Regions from separate parts of the Anser cygnoides genome. Here region 1 is linked to region 2. A link is a contact called in public Hi-C data. All regions are on one chromosome and are shown on one strand. Each heading gives the region's core, a stretch centred on a gene start, on an enhancer-like site or on the middle of the called end of the contact. The rest is flanking DNA. Distances are from core to core; before and after follow the strand shown.

Evidence for each region. Hi-C and Micro-C count contacts between places; a contact is called where the count stands out from the background.
Region 1: a contact with region 2 is called in a Hi-C map of liver, with 2.0 times the contacts expected there. The contact joins the enhancer-like site here to the promoter of FYB2 in region 2. A contact is called at or near these places in 2 of 7 Hi-C or Micro-C datasets (granulosa cells and liver).

The regions. Positions count from the first base shown.
Region 1 is chr8:29,531,587-29,534,966 of Taihu_goose_T2T_genome, forward strand. All of the region lies in intron 8 of OMA1 (OMA1 zinc metallopeptidase), which reads right to left. Among named protein-coding and RNA genes, the nearest start is that of DAB1, 24 kb to the left of the region's middle. Within about 2 kb of position 1,310, at least 1 of the 3 cell types and tissues checked has open chromatin away from gene starts, as enhancers often do. A contact at or near this core is called in liver, where this site is marked.
Region 2 is chr8:29,017,293-29,020,469 of Taihu_goose_T2T_genome, forward strand. It overlaps FYB2 (FYN binding protein 2), which reads right to left and starts at 1,524. Exons shown (of 20, transcript XM_048062074.2): 1 at 1,355-1,524. The coding sequence starts at 1,363.

The DNA of each region.
Region 1 (3,380 bases), core at 60-2,559, 510 kb after region 2:
TAATGGACCTCAGTAGGCACCCAGCTGAAATAATAACCATCCCTTGAATATAAAAAAACAGGAACTCAGAGCATCTATACCAAGTGATTTACCTTGAAAATTAGGATTTGTGTAAGTAGCATGTTTCTTCCCACACAGCAGACCCCCATCTCTAAACATGTGGGGCCCCATTTTGCTTTCCCTTACTTCCTCTGTCAAGCTCAGTGGATTTATACAGATGGAGGCAGGGGGGGAATCATACTTGCTGCATTTAGCTTCAATTTTAAAATAAATGAATTTTCCAGAACAGTGACAGTATTGACCTTACATATTAACCAAATAGAAATTTTAATGAAACAAGTATAACACTGAGTATAACCATAATAGATATGCAAATATTGGTCTTTTCTTAAAGGTCTCCCTATCTGGTCACATGGATTTTTCTTGCACATGTGGGGGTGAACTCAGAGAGCGTTTATTAGAAGCAAAGAAGGAAAGGATGGCTGCACAGCCATGGAGAATCAGGCCATCAATTAGACCTTCGTTCTCATCGCACGGGAGCTCTCCCTGACTTCTCCCTTGAACAATGATCACAGGAGAGCTGTAAAATTTGCTCCTTTCTTAATTTCTTCTTGCTATGTGACAGCATCCACCTTTGCTTTCCATTGGTATTCAAGAACAAGCCCTGCCCCAAAGGAGGCAAAGATGCATCCAAATTTTATTTTAATTGGGCTTGACTAAACTAGACACAGTGTAGTGAACGATTCACATGGATGGCGACTCACCCAAATATGTACCAGTTAAAAAACCAACAGTGGGGTCTCCTAAGGTTCCTAGCCTCAGCAGACCCAAACTGCGTTTTGCTTAAAGCTCAAAGACCCTGGAAAGCAAACAGGAGGCGGGAACCTGGCCTAGATTCATGCAGAAGAGTACAAAGGTTATAAAATAGAAGGTTTGAAAAGCAATCAGAGTCACCAGCTGAGAGAGGTTTAAAATAGCAGCCTAAAATCAGAAGCTTCAAAATAAAAGTCAAATAAAAAACTATTTATTGAAAATAGCTAAAAAATCCATGATCTGAAATCACACCGTCTGTATCCTAGCCAAGATCAAATTCCCTAACTGCAACATCTGCCTGATGGTTTGCTAGACCTTACTGCCCAGGGCCAGGTGGCTAAAGGTATTTAGGTACCTAAGGATGTGGAGAAGTGCCTACCGGGACTTCCTAGGCATCGAGTTCCCACCCAAGTGGTTTCCACACACTGTTCTGACTGCTTGCAGGGTATTTGCATCGCTCGGCACCTCTTAAAACTAGGACTTGTGAATGAAGTTCCCCAGAAGTTCCTTTCCCCAGCGTTCACTTTCCACAAAATCTGGGTGTACGTCTCCTGGTGGAACCAGTGAAGGTCGGAATGATCCTTAAAAAACCTACCTTTGCATACCCTGAGGTGGTACCTGAGTTGCCTCACAACCATCTTCTCCCAACCATGGAAGTGAGGCACTTAAATTCTCTGCCTCTAGAAGTTTAAAAGTGGTGCTACTTTGTGCTACAATATGGGAATATTAAACAATCCTGTGGTTATTTATATACATTTGTATACAGCAGGCACATAGAATCAGAGCTATGACGTTATCAGCTCCTCACAAATGACAACTGGTTGTTATTTGCACATGAACCTCCTGGTGCAGTCCTTCCTATTTCACAGCTGCGCTACGGCAGGATGCTGTTCTGGGTCTGTCCAGGTGGAGCTGTGCCCTGACAGCAGCAAGAAAACCTGGACAGACCTAACAGTACAACAGCCTCTGGCCACTGTACAGCTCCGGGTCTGTGAAGGACACAAAGACGTGCTCCGAGACTCATGGGAGTCATAAAACCAATTAGTTTTATCTACGACGCTGATGACTTCTCCCCAGATTCAGTTCTAAATGCCCAGGCTCCCTCCATGCACCAAACTGCCCAGCCGTTTCTTATCTAGGCTCTCGGTACCCCTGCTACTTGCTTCCTGGCGCACGTCCTGCAGGCCGGTGACCGTCCCGGTGGTGCTGTTCCTTCCTCCTCTTTGGAAGCCCCCGAGAGCCTGGCCTGGGCTCCCTTCCCTTCCCCTTCAGTGCTCAGTCCCAAGGTTCTCTCTTGCTGCTCCGCTGTCACCTCTAAGCTGACAACTCACAAATCTGTCTTTCCAACCCTACCCCATGTCCATAAATCTCTTCAGCACATCACCCAGGATAACCCCCCTGCCAGCTCAAGGGCAACCTGGACAAAATTGAGCACCTGATTTCTTATAACCTCCACCCTCCCCCTTCCTGCCTTTCTCCATTATTTCCTTAATTTCTCCTCCCTCCCTGCTCCCTCCCCTTCTCCCAGGCTCGCAATGTCAGCACTACCTTTTATTCTTCTGCCACCTCCTTCTCACGTGCCGGCTGACAAGATTTAGTGAATTCTTTTCTCCGTGATATTTGACCCTTTCATTCAGTCACATCAAGTCAAACTTTGCCTATGCCCTTTTCATCCTCACAGCTTCAGAACTTCTCTTCCACAACCACAGCCCGCTCTTTCCTTACAGCCTGCTTAAGATCCAGGATTCCTCCCCTCCCGTCCCGCTTTGCCCATCAGTCAGAAGTTGGTGCTCCTTCTGTGTATCGTTTCATTGACTTCTGCTTTAACAGCTTTCTAGTGCTGTGCCTGCAGCTCCGTCCCAGTCTACAGAGAGCCTCTCTTCTCTTACCTTCCTTTTTGCTCCCCGTGTGCCACCTGGGACAATCCAGGCATCCCTGTTCCATCCTACACCGAGCAAATTCTCTGTGCCTCACAGATTCCAAGGAACAAAGTGCCTCAGCCTGTCTGAAATAGAAGTGCCACCACAAAAGATTTTTTGTTTTATTTTTGAAGTGGGTGCTGGTGGAGATGTTTTCTATCTACAGAAGTCTTTTGCTGCAGTACAACAGCCTATGTTGTTTGGAAGCAAAGGTAACGCTAGCGGGTAGGTTTTGTTGAAAAATTGTTCTTCTCTCCTACAACATGAAGGTAACAAGGCACAGAGATTTTTCTAGCAGTAGAGCTGCAGGTGTGCAGCCTAATTCCTTGTATATCCAAAATTGTGTTTAAACCTGTGCTCTGTCACAGCATTTTTATGTTGGAAAAGGAAGGGGAAACATTTATGGTGCATCTGAGTCAAAAGAAGGGCGCCAGCACCATCCCTGGGAAGGTCAGCACCAACACCAAGCATCCCTACCAAGAACAGAGAGCTGCTGTGCGGCCAGGTACACAGAACTGCATCCCTTCCTTTCCTGGAGCAGGCAGACAAGAGATCGGGTCTTAAAAATGCAGGATAAAAGAGAGATGCTAAAGTTCCTCCACTTTGGTCAACGAAACCTTTCATTTCTTCAACTATTTTTACAAGATC
Region 2 (3,177 bases), core at 274-2,773:
CTCGTGTAATTAACAGGAAGACAATCTGTGCTTAATGCGCCCGCGGCGCCCTTCAGTGCGAGAGTTCTCCCCATTTTGCAGCCACCTGGGATATTCATGTCAGTGCCACGAGCAGAGCCAGGAGGGACACAGACAGCCAGGTGCCCCAAACCTCCTGGCAGCAGCAGGGGCTGCAGGGATGCTCGGCATAAATCGCACCTCAGCCCTGACACCACCTCCCTCCCCACAAAGCTCATGCAGCCCCCAGCTGAGGTTAGCACGGTCCTCTGATGTGCATCGAGTTCTCCAGGTCTCGGCGGGGTGTTTTTCCCAGCTCTGCCTGGAGCCAGCTCAGGGAGATGAGCCCTGGAAGCCCCTTGCCCGGCTCAGGGCACTTGTCAAGTCCCGGCCCCCAGCCCAGGGAGGCACTGCACAGCGGGGCCAGGCACCCAGCTGTAAATTAGAGCGGTCAGCAAAGTAGGGAGAAGCCACCCATAAATTTAAAGGACTGGCAAAAGCTCACAGCATGCGTTACAGCTACATCTGGCCAAATAATTCACCAGGAATAATAACGCACTTGGCAAAAGAGCATGCAAGATGAGAGAGAGAGAGAGAATCAAAAAGAAACAAACTTTTCCTGGCCGGAAAGCTACAAGCATTATGGAGTCAGGGGACAGCTAAACTTTCCATATTTTCTCCCTATAAATAAAGTACTCTTCTAACATTAATATCATGCTAGGAAGCAGAATAAAGCTCAGCCTAGGGCTTCAGTATGGACACCTTTCTGAGAGAGCAGCAGCTGGAGGTCTGTGCTGTTATAAGGGCTGTCCAAAAGGAGCCTGAGCTCTCAGTACCTTTCTGCTTTTCTAGAAATAATCGACACAGTGAGAGAAACCATACTGAAGACAGGGACAGGAAGGACTGCTCGCTCCCTCCTGACGTGCCTCTGTTTTCCTCCCCTCTCTCGATCACCAAGGGAGTTCCCGCGGGTGAATGTGTAACCGGCGCTGCCCTCTGCCCACACACATCTGCCGGCTACTCATTAACTCACCAGTTTCTCCTAAAAAAAAAATTTAGGAAAATTAAAAATCCACTTCTATTTTCAGTAAATTAAGAGGCAGCCACTGCCGCTCATCTCAGAGCGGTGGGGAAGAAGCCTAGCACCAGCAGCCCCTCAGTGCCCGCTTTGGGGCAGGAAAACATCCCCAGGTGGCCCCACAGAGAGCAGAACAGCTCTGGGAGCATTCATCTCACCAGGAGGATGAGCTTCTACCTGCAGCCTGAGCCTATAAATGTGTGGAGGGGAGCCAAGCAGCAAGCGTTTCATGCAGCTCAGCCCCTGCTGTGGCAGAAGGGAGAAGCCCGCGGGAGTTACCACGTCCATGGCTTCGCTCTTCAGTGCCAGCGTCACCCATCCGGCCCCGCAGTGCCCTCCTGCCTCCTGCTCCGTCACCCTTCCTGCTGCCCGGCGAGGCGGAGCGAGCCCGAAACACACCTGGGTCACGGCTCTGCCCCCGGGGTGGGGAGAGCCTCACCTGGGCTCAGCCCTTCCCTCCTGCTTATCTTATCAGCCCTCCAGCTGGAGGGAGGTTTTGCCTTTTTTGCAAGCCAGGGATTGAACTGTCACAAGTCCTCTGCCCAGGTTTTGGTTTCAGCTTCATTCCCACCGCTGGTGGAAGAGGCTCACAGCCCGGCTGGAGGTGTGGAGGGGGTGGCCAGCAGCATCGCACGCAGCCCCTAACCTATAAAATACAAGAGCCCTGATCCGACCCTTGCTCCCCATGCTCAGTGTGGTCTCTCCCCAGGTGATGCCCGTCCCACTGCATCCACCCAGCCTGAGCTGGGGAGCTCGCAGGGATTAAAGCAGGCATTTCCCCAGAGGGCCCAAATGTTTGCTTCATCTCTAGATAGCAGAGTCCAGCAAAAACTATTGTCTTTGCTGAAGTCTGCACTTGTTCCCTGGTGAAGCTGTTCCTTGATGTCCAACAGGCATGCCTGCTAAATCTGAGCACACAAAGCTTTTCCCATCACTGGATGTTTTGGTCCTGGAGAAGAGACTGAAAGGATCTGTCCAAACACTGATCCCGTGCTTTTGCAGAGCACATCTCCCAGGAAAAGCAAGGCTGCTGAACTTGGCAGGAAGAAAACCACAGGGATTCCTCTTTCTCTCCATAACTGATCAGACTTATTTGGTCTTTCTTCTGTAGAGCAGAGAGACAGCAGCAGCATGAAAACCTAGCTGGGCAGTACTGGGAGGCGGGTGCCAATGGGGCTTGCCCTGGTAGGGATTCATCAGCATCCTGAGCAATGATCACCCCTCTCATGCTGTCCCTACTCCCGTGTACTGGGACACAGCACCTCTCTCATAGACTGTCCCCAAGGATCTGCCTGGAAAAGAAGCTCTGCAGCATCAGGAGGCCTTGTGGTTGCAGGAAAACATGTCTGTGACGTGTGGGACCTGCTGGCAGAGCGTGTGTCTGGCGTCTCAGGCATCTGAAATTTCTTTTCAATGATTTGAGGGTAATTGGGGCGATACATGGCTTGTGGATGGGCATTGCCTCTCTGCAGGTGAGCATCAAGCCTTGCCCAAGCACCCATACCGCCCCAGGGAGCAGGACTGATGCTCTCCCAGCCTCACCTGACCCTGCCTTTCAGAGCCAAGCTTGCTGAGAGCTGGAAAAAATAATAAAAAATATAAATTAAAAAAGGGGGAAAAACGAAAAAAAAGAAGGAAAATAAAAGACTTGGTCATTGGAGACATGACTCAAAGCATGAGTCTCGCTCCTGGCCACATGAAAAGCCCTGCTGCTGCGTGGTGGTCTCGGAGAAGAAAGAGGGGGTCCCGCCGAGCCGCGCGCCGGCAGGGAAGTCCCCCAGGCCCAGCCTGGAGTCGTGGCATGACCAGAATGAATGGTGGCTTTGTGCACAGGGGCTGGGGAGGATTTACGAGCCGCCCAGTGCTATGAACGCGGACCCTGAATTAAAGCAGTGTTGGAGAACAGGGAGGTTGTGACTTCGGAGCTGGGGTCCTACGGAAAGGGACAGGGCAGTATCCTCCTCGCGGCCTCTAAAAGAAATAAAGACAAGCCAAAAGTGTCTCTAAAACAAGTGTTTGGTGAGTGCTAGTCCTGGTGGGACCCCTGCTTGCCTTACCTAATTCTAAAGCAGCCCGGGGGCTGCCATAAATCGCTCTGGGTC